Regions from separate parts of the Gossypium arboreum genome. Here region 1 is linked to region 2. Evidence: chromatin contacts called from public Hi-C data. All regions are on one chromosome and are shown on one strand. Each heading gives the region's core, a stretch centred on a gene start, on an enhancer-like site or on the middle of the called end of the contact. The rest is flanking DNA. Distances are from core to core; before and after follow the strand shown. Region 1 holds the start of LOC108489186 (adenosylhomocysteinase). Region 2 holds the start of LOC108487026 (UDP-glucuronate 4-epimerase 6-like).

The links. A called contact is a pair of places that touch in the nucleus more often than the background predicts.
Region 1: a contact with region 2 is called in a Hi-C map of leaf, with 1.7 times the contacts expected there. The contact joins the promoter of LOC108489186 here to the promoter of LOC108487026 in region 2. A contact is called at or near these places in 2 of 5 Hi-C or Micro-C datasets (both in leaf).

Annotation. Positions count from the first base shown.
Region 1 is chr10:45,722,026-45,727,001 of ASM2569848v2, reverse strand. LOC108489186 (adenosylhomocysteinase) reads right to left here and starts at 2,452. Exons shown (of 2, transcript XM_017793526.2): 1 at 1,508-2,452; 2 at 134-1,224. The coding sequence starts at 2,218. The coding sequence ends at 478.
Region 2 is chr10:45,441,055-45,446,510 of ASM2569848v2, reverse strand. It overlaps LOC108487026 (UDP-glucuronate 4-epimerase 6-like), which reads left to right and starts at 2,311. Exons shown (of 1, transcript XM_017791230.2): 1 at 2,311-4,296. The coding sequence starts at 2,617. The coding sequence ends at 3,981.

The DNA of each region.
Region 1 (4,976 bases), core at 1,203-3,702, 280 kb before region 2:
CAGCAATTGCCTTTTTGTCAACAAATATCCTACTGTTTAGTTCAACGTTCTTTTTTCCTCTATGAAATTTCCTCTGCCATAATAAAGCAAATTAAATATAAAGTTGGGTGTCAATATTTGATGAAATAGAAAGTGAAAATGAAAGCAAAGTTGCATCTTTTTTTGATTAATTAATTGAAAACCAGATGCAGCAAAACTGGACTGCACCAATGGCAAAATATCATCTCCCACACAATCCCCATCACCTTATTCAAACCCCATTTGGTCTTCTTCAAGCAGAGACCTCATTTCTCTTCCACCAAAACTTACCATCCACCCCACACACAAACTCCTACCAAAATCAAAATCTAACCATCTAACCACAAATCATCAATAAATTTTAGTAAAAACAAACCATCCCGTTGTATGGTTCCTTTTTCTAGTCCAACTCTCTCCCTCTCTCTCTCTCACTCTCTCTCCCTCTCTCGTATTCTCTCCTCAGTACCTGTAGTGAGGAGGCTTGTAAGGACCCTCAATGGGGACGCTAATGTAGTCAGCTTGATCCTTGGTGAGCTTGGTGAGGTTAGCCCCAAGCTTTCCAAGGTGAAGAGCAGCCACCTTCTCATCAAGGTGCTTAGGCAAAACGTACACCTTCTTCTCGTACTTGCCTGTTGCCTTCTCCTTCCACAGCTCCAGCTGGGCGATCACCTGGTTAGTGAACGAGCATGACATGACAAAGCTAGGGTGGCCAGTAGCACAACCCAAGTTCATGAGACGTCCTTCAGCCAACACAACGATGCCGGTGTTGGTTTCAGGGAAGACCCACCTATCGGTTTGAGGCTTGATGGTAATGCGCTTGACACCAGGATAATTCTCGAGACCGAGCATGTCAATTTCATTGTCGAAGTGACCGATGTTGCAAACAATGGCATTGTTCTTCATCTTCCTCATGTGGTTAACCATGATGATGTCCTTGTTACCAGTCGTGGTGACAAAGATATCAGCCTCGGAGACAACATCCTCAAGGGTCAAAACTTGAAGTCCTTCCATGAGAGCCTGAAGGGCACAGATGGGATCAATCTCGGTGACAATGACGCGAGCACCGGCTTGCTTCAAGGCAGCAGCACAACCCTTGCCGACATCACCATAACCACAGACAACAGCGACCTTACCAGCAATCATGACATCGGTAGCTCTCATCAACCCATCGGGAAGAGAGTGACGGCATCCATACAAGTTATCGAACTGTTCAAAAAGATCAAATCATAACAACAATTAGACCAAAATACAGTAAAAGCCACAATTCAATTAATGAACAAAAAGACAATCAGCATTGCAATTAAAATCTAAACTCCACTAACAGTAAAAACAGAGCAAGCAAATATCAGATCTGAAGAAATTTTAAAAAATATGTATATTGTTATGTTATTTCTAAATCATTTTTTATCAGATCTGCTTGGAAAAAGACAATATCCTTCATATAAGAAGTTCAAAAGGTAAAGCAGCAAAAAGGTAGGGAAAAATGTACCTTGCTCTTGGTGACAGAGTCATTGACATTAATAGCAGGGAACAACAAGGTTCCATTGGCCTGCATCTGATAAAGCCTCTTAACACCGGTTGTAGTTTCCTCAGAAACACCAACTAATCTCTCCTTCATCCTTGTATACTTCTTGGGATCTGCCTTCAACCCATCTCTAATTATCGTCAAAACAATCTGAAACTCGGCATTGTCGGTGGAAGACGGATCTGGGAGCTGCCCGGTTTTCTCATAAACCTCCTCGGCTTTAACTCCTTCATGGATCAACAGAGTAGCATCGCCACCATCATCCACGATCAGATCAGGTCCACCGGTGGGACCCCAGTCAAGGGCTCTCTCGGTACACCACCAGTATTCCTGGAGGGTCTCACCTTTCCAGGCGAACACGGCTGCCGAGTCACGGGCAATGGCGGCGGCGGCATGGTCTTGGGTAGAGAAGATATTGCAAGAGCACCAACGGACTTCAGCTCCGAGGGCGGTGAGGGTTTCGATGAGGACAGCGGTCTGGATGGTCATGTGAAGAGAACCGGTGATTTTGGCTCCCTTGAAAGGTTGGGCAGGGCCGAACTCGGCTCGGCAAGCCATGAGACCGGGCATTTCGACCTCGGCCAACTCGATCTCGAGACGACCGAAGTCAGCCTGAGACATGTCCTTGACCTTGTACTCGCGGCCGGCGGCGGTTTTCTCGACGGAAAGAGCCATGGGTTAGAGAAATGAAGCGAAGAAGAACAGATCACACTCTCCCTTGGAAAAGGAACAAAAAGATAGCGATGAGAGAGTGGGAAGTGGCGAGGGATATACGGCGATGTAAGGATGTTATAAATAGGTTAGAATGGTGAAATCCGACGGTGCAGATTGGGTGGGGGCGGAGTTGGTAGATCTCCATCTTCAAACTCTCCCATAATCCGATTATTACAATTTAATCTAAATTACAATAAAATTAAGATTTTATTTAAATTTAATTATATAATTTATTTTAGTATTTAAGAATCAAATATTAAATTAAAAACTATTTTTTTATTTTTCATTGAATAAGTTATATTATTAATATAATTGCAGGTAAATTTAAATCAATCATTTTATTTTATATTTCCTAAAAGCAAAATAATCTTAAAACAAATAAGGTTGTTTTGGAAATTTTCATTTTAATGAATTATAATTTGTAACCATTGAGAAGAAATAAAGAAGCAGCATTAAAATCAACTTTTGGATAAATCCTTAATTTAATAGCTAATTTGGTTTACAACTTTAAAAATCTTAATAATTAGGTGAAATGGAATAATTATTGAATTAAATCATACAAATCTTAACTAATCAATTTTCTTTATATTAATCTTCCCACTTGAATTGTTGAATGATGATCAAACATATTCAAACACTGTTATTTATCTTCTATATTTAATATTGTATCCATAAAATTACTTTTTAATACAATCATATAAAATATTAGAAAGCGTGAGAATGCAACTCACAATGTTTAGTTCTAATCAAGATTCTATTATTTTTCTTTGGGTTATTAAACAATAATATTAAGTGAAAATATTAGAATGATTCTCATAAAATTATAAAAATTTTATTTGCAAAATAATCATCAAACTTGTATCAATTCATCTAAAAATTAAATCGAATTTTATTTATAGCCTTTTTACAAAATTTTATTTGTAACTTAATATGTTTGCACAGCTAACTTAATTTTATGTTACAAATTATAAATTAAGTTAAATATACTTTCTTGTGCTATCTTTAATATTATAATTAAAGCTTATGATCTTAATTTTATGTTATAAAATATTAAATTTATTTTTATCCTTTTCTAAAATTAAAAGTTTTTTTAAATATTATTTATATGAATATTTTTAAAGTAGGTAAAATTCTTTGAACGAAACATTTGCTTTGTCGATATATTTATCATTTTATATCTATTTTATAGTTCTTGTTTGGAATTCGTAGTTGTCTCGTTTAACAAAGTAGTCTTCGAAATTCTAAATGTATTCTCCCCTTAAGATTGTAATGTGTTTTGCGCCGCCTTGGAGTTTGCACCTTCTTAGGAGTTAGTCTGTCGTCTAGCATGTAGTGGTCTGCCTTTTTTTGGCATGATTTTAGTCTGCTGTCATAGCAAAGTTTCTTTGTTTTGGTAGGATTTAATGGAAGAGGAACTAAGTAATTTAAGTATGTTAGACAAAGAAGAGGATACTTTCCAGGTTCAGAAAGATGGATCGGCGTTGGTGGAGGATTACAATCTGTGTTTGGTCAGCAGTTATTTGATTGCAACTGTAGTGTATTTTCCCTCAATGAGAAATACTATGGCTGATGTATGGCATCCTATAAGGGGCATCTCTATCACGGATATTGGAAACAAAAGATGTTTATTTCAATTTTTCTATAAGGTGGACATGGATAGGGCTTTGGATAGATTACCATGGTTCTTTAATAACTATCTTCTGCTCCTTCACGAGATCTAGAGGGATGAGAACCCACTAATGGTTCTGCTAATTTTTGCAAAATTTGGATTCAAATTCATGATTTACCTCCAGGCCTTATGTCAGAATCTATGGCGAGGCAGTTTGGGTCTTTCCTTGGGTTTTCTGGAGTATGATGCAAAGCTAGCTATTTCAAGTATGAAAAGGTTTATGCATATTCGTGTCAGATTGGATGTTCGATTACCACTAAAGAGAAGGAAGAAGATTGCTTTGGGGGGAAATTGAGTTGGGTATGCACGTTTTCAGTATGAGAAACTTAGTTTGTTCTGCTTTATTTGCGGGAAGCTTAGGCATGATGAGAGTTTCTATACATTAAGGGTGACAATGGATTTGTTAAGAATCACTTTTGGTTGAGATATCTTGTTAAGAGCCTAACCAAAAAGAGGATCGAACGTGGTGGGCCAATGGTTGATGGAGATAGATATAAATGTGTAGACCAAAGTTTCGAAAAGGGGAAGGAATGGGTCATTAGTGGTCGGGACAAGATCTATACAAGCAATTATTCTTTTCAAAAGGTGAAGGGTTTGGTCCATCCAATTTGCAAACCTTCATAATTAATAACAATACCCACAGGAATAGTGATACAAGGGCTATGGAGTTGGAATCTGACGCTAAAGATAATCTGGTTATGGTTATTTATGGTAAGAAAAGGCAACATACAATAGGAGGGACATCCAATGTTTCTGTTAACGTTGATTTGGGGTTTTTGAAGGAAGGTCAAGGGAGACCGGCTGGCTTTGTGATGTTAGGGCAGCCGGAAGCAATGAAAATACTAAGTTGAAATGTCTATATTTTGGGGAGGACACGAACAGTAAATCGTCTTAGGAACAAGCTAAGAGATATTCGCCCCCAAAATTTTTTTCTTCTAAAGACAAAAGTTAGTGCACGAAGAATGGAGAAATTTTAGAGTAAATGTGGTTTTTTGAATAGGATTGATGTTGGTGTTGTTGGGTCTAAATGAGGGTTATCTCTGGGTTGGA
Region 2 (5,456 bases), core at 1,062-3,561:
ATTTTTCCACAACTAAAGAGGGTATTACACTATTAGATATTCCACTTTTAATCCTTCATGTAGATGATGACGAATGAAAATAATTGCTTTTGTCTTATCTTGATTAGATCCTTCTTTATTTGCTAATACAATATTTCCTAAACCTTTAGCATCTAGGTGAATTTTAACATCTAACACTCATGACAAATAATTCTTGCCTGAGATGTCTAAGGTCACAAATTCAAGTTTGGCAAGATTTGACATTATAATCACTTGAATCAAAATAAAAAAATATATTAGTAAAATAATAAGCATTCTCAATCGTAAAATAATTCAATTTTATATACCAAATTTGCTAAATAGTAATATGTATGTCGATATTGGTATAGAGAGGAATAGTCATAATAATAACTTAACACAAATTACATTAACTAAAATTTCTTTTAATAAAAAAACATGTATATATAATTATCATTATTAGATTTGAGTTGTAAAAATAAATGTGCAAATGTTACCCAAAGTAAATATTTCATCTAGAAAATAAAATAAAAGAATTATGAAAATATTATACCGTATATAGTTTAACAGAATTATACTGGTAAATTATATAAAGTCGAAATGACGTGAATTTCACTATGAACTCGTAGAAGCTCGATCGATAATGTGTTATAAAATAATTAAATAAAAGAACATTTAAAGTAAATAGAGAATTTTCTTGTCTCCTTTTACATTTATAAAAGAGTTATATATAAGCTATTGACATTCACTACAAAATAAAAGAATGAAGCTTATTTAATAGCTTCATTAACACATACATTAAGCATATTTAATAATGAATATGGGGTTTAACTCATTACTTTCATAAATGCTTAAAGGTTATAAACATCCATTTAATGTATTTATAACAATTTTTAATTATTTAATTTTTTACACACATTTGATAATTTATAATAAAAATCATCTGGTAGAATATTTTTCGACAAAAAGAAATGATAAGTAACTACTTATCATTAGAGGTGTTCATGGGTCGGGTTCGAGTCGTGCCCAACCAAAATTTTAGGCCCATTTGCTAGGCCCAAACCTGGCCCAAAAAATAAGCCTAACATTTTGCCTAATCCCGACCCAGATAAAAATGCTAAAACTCTGGCTCGGCCCGGCCCGCCTGTATTAAATTTTTTATATAATTTTTAAATATATATAAATATTTCCCAACAGATGAAAAGAAATTTTAAAAATACTAATACTTAAATAGTAGCAATATAATACTGAAATTGTAATAAAATAGGGAGAAAACAATAAGAAAATAGCATTAAAACAATAATAAAAAATATTTTTTGTCCTTTTGTGAATTAGGGTCGAACAAAATACCTTACTCGAGGCTCGACTCATTTTTTAAATAAAGCTTATTTTTAGCTCAAATCTATTTTTGAGCTTATATTTTTACTTAAACTCTATCACTTTTCGGTGAAGGCAAGAGAACATAACTACTTATCACTTAATCAAGAATATTTTAATTTATTTTACACTTTATTTAAAATAATATGAAATGTTTAAAAAGAACAAGGGTAAAGATGTGAAATAAAAATAATAATTTAATATTGATATTTATTAAATAATCTAGGAAACAGATTTTAGAAATAAAATTGAGTAGTAGAATTTTGCGTTTAGCAGAGAACATTTTAATGTAATATGCTATTGTACTTCATATATTGAATTCATAGCTGTGTGTAACAATCATTTCTAAAGTAGTTTATATGAATTTTTGAGGGAGTATCATAAAATTAATTAGATGATTGTTTTAGTCTTTATTCATGACAAAGCCAGTTGCTATGCCTTTAGAAGGCACATGAGGGGAGTGTTCTTTTTTCTTTAACTTTAAAGAAGATAGCTGGCAAAAATATCCCTATCTCCTATGCATTGATTTGATTCACATTGTAATTATCACTGAAATTGTGGGCCATTTATTGCTCGCTTTCCATTTGTCAATTTTTGTGAAGTAAGCTAAAGTTATGCTGGCCAAAAAACTCTTTGTTTTGTGTTCTATTTCCAAATTGGACACTTTCAATTTCAGTTTTATCTATCTTTTATTTCAATAAAATATCACCCTTGTTGTTCCATTTTTAATTTATTTATTTTTTTAATTAAAAAGAGTATGTAGCATAAGTCTTAGTGTCAATTATTGATTTAGTAGTAATTTCTATGTAGATTCAAGTGGAAATGAGTTTTTCAAATGACTACAAATATAAATGTGTAGTACAAAATTATTTTTTTTTTTTATTTTGATAAAATAAAAAAAATTTATATTAGAAATTGAATTCAAAAGTGGCATATCTGAAGTTGAATTATTTTTAAAAAAATAAAAAATAAAAACTAAAAGTGGCGTCCAACCAATGGCCACCACCTTTCCCCTCCGTTTCTCTTTATTTTATTTATTTTCCTTCCAATTCTCTTCCCCTCTTTATAATCTTCCATCTACACACTTCTCAACTTCAGGGCTCAACCTCTCTTCTCCAACACATTGAGCCCTTTTTTTCCTCTCTTCCCGAAAAGGAAAAAGGTGAAAGCAATCACACCCAATAACACTTTCAGTAGTAAACAAAGCAAAAAAGCAAACCCCCAAAATTAGTTGAAAAGAAAATGCCTACACCACCGGACACCAGCAAAACCTTGAAATTAGAGAGATACAACAATTATCTCCGAAAAATTCACAGCACCAAACTCATCTCGGCTTCCTCTAAACTTCTCTTTCGTGCAACCCTTCTCATTGCTTTGATTCTGATCCTTTTTTTCACCATCAATTACCCTCCTCTTTCCGATACTCCCCACCATGTTCCTCCTCACCACCGTCTCCACCACCACAGCTTACTTTCCACTTCCCTTTTCTCCGCCGGGGGCGGTGCCGCCTGGGAGAAACAAGTGCGACTCTCTTCCACGCCACGTAGAACCAATGGGTTCTCCGTTTTGGTCACTGGCGCCGCTGGGTTCGTCGGTTCCCACTGTTCCCTCGCTTTGAAGAAACGAGGCGATGGGGTTCTTGGTTTAGACAACTTCAATAACTACTACGATCCGTCTTTGAAAAGAGCCAGGCAAAACCTTTTGAGTAAGCACCAAGTTTTCATCGTCGAAGGTGACTTGAACGACGGGCCATTGCTGACCAAGCTATTCGACGTTGTGCCCTTCACTCACGTCCTTCACTTAGCGGCTCAGGCCGGCGTACGTTACGCCATGCAAAACCCACAGTCGTACATCAGCTCCAACATTGCAGGCTTTGTTAACTTGCTCGAAGTAGCCAAAGCAGCCAATCCTCAGCCATCCATTGTTTGGGCATCATCGAGCTCCGTTTACGGCCTCAACACCGAAAACCCATTCTCCGAACGCGACCGGACAGACCAACCGGCTAGCCTTTACGCCGCCACAAAGAAAGCCGGCGAAGAAATCGCCCACACTTACAACCATATCTACGGTCTTTCCCTTACGGGGCTAAGATTCTTCACGGTTTACGGTCCTTGGGGAAGACCCGACATGGCTTATTTCTTCTTCACTAAAGACATCCTACAAGGGAAGTCGATTGACATATACGAGACGCATGATCAGAAAGAGGTGGCGCGTGACTTCACCTACATAGACGACGTGGTGAAAGGGTGTTTAGGGGCGTTGGACACGGCGGAGAAGAGCACCGGAAGCGGCGGGAAGAAGAAAGGGGCGGCTCAGTTGAGAGTTTACAACTTGGGGAACACATCGCCGGTCCCAGTGGGGCGATTGGTATCGATCCTGGAAGGGTTGCTGAGCACAAAGGCCAAGAAACATGTGATCACGATGCCAAGAAATGGGGACGTGCCCTTCACACATGCCAACGTGACGTTAGCCTTCAAGGACTTCGGGTACAAGCCCACCACGGATTTGTCCACTGGGTTGAGGAAATTTGTGAAATGGTACATCAGTTATTATGGGATTCAATCAAAGACAAGGAAGGAAAGTCAAGCTACCGGTGAATCTGGCTAAGAACATTGAGCTTCATCATCAAGCACATGGTTGGTTGGTTTTTTTTTTTTTTTTTTTGAATTTTGTATTTTTGGTCCTATGATGTAAAAAAAAGGATCAAAGTGTTGGAGGTGTTGTTACTGTAGCATATAGATATAGATTAATATTTGATGATGATATAGAAAAGGATAAATGTGAAAAGAGAATTAAAAAGAAAAAAAGTGTAGAATTGTGAAGATGAGGTAAGCGTAATAAGGTTGTAGGGTCTGCTAGAAAGGATGCAGATCTTCACAGCTGATTTTCATATGAAAAAGAAAAAATGATTTGTGATTTTTATTTCATTGCTTACAGTATGAGGTATGAGCATCGTATAATGTCGACTCTAACATTCCATAAATAATCTCTTTTTTGCAACCATATATATGTTATTCAACTTACCTCCTCCTTGGACAAAAACAATTACAAATTTCTTCTTCTTTTCATTATATAATTACTATTCATCTTTCTTCTTTGTGTTGCTTTATTTTTCTACTATACATGATTCCCCCTTGGTTTCGGTATTGGTTTTGCTTTTTAAGGAATCCTAAGAGGAGGATGAGAAATTACAAGTTTTTAGGATCCATTTAGGTCAAGTTACACCAAAGTTTTTACTATTTAAAACTTTAACAAAATATTTATATATATTTCTTATTATATTTTAATTTGAACTTGTACCAGTCTAAAATTGATTTGGTAAGATGTAATTTCCTTTTCCTAGTCAATGATTAATTTCTCTTGCATGATTATCTTCTGATATAACATGTTTATGATCAGTCATCATATAAACATAATTATGCCCGATAATATGCTTAGATTCAGGGTTATAATAAAGGGATAGATTTCAAATATACAAACTTTGATTTAATTTATAATTTGATGGACTGATTTTAGTTTAAATGTATAAAAAAAAAATTAACTCTACTTTTTTGGGAAAATAATGATTTTCATTAAAGAAGAAAAAGGAATACAATAGCCTTTGAAACGTATAAGCAACTAAAATGAAGAGTAAAAGCTTTCCTCAATTCAACACATAAAATCGTGAGATAATGAACAGACATTAAAATAAAATCACTAATACTAAACTAGAGTAAAAGAGAAAAACTAATGTTGATCCTCTAGAAACTTTAGAGCATCTGGTGTTTTGAGAAAACCTGCGAGCACAAGATATCCAAGCTCTCTCAGAAAGATAGCTTTGCAGATGAATCAAAGACTTATGAAGCCATCGTTTCCTTATCTCTTTCAATCTAAGGATGAAGAAATATATGTGCTTCTTCAAGAACTAATCAACAACCACATGCAAAGCTTCCTTTCTAAGAAGATGAGTAGCTTGATTCCTAGATTGAGGCACATGAACAAAACTACATAGAGTAAACCATAATGTTAATGCCCTGACTTCGGCCACAAAAACCACCATCAAGGATTTGTCAATGCTGCTAGTAGAGGTTTTATTATTATTA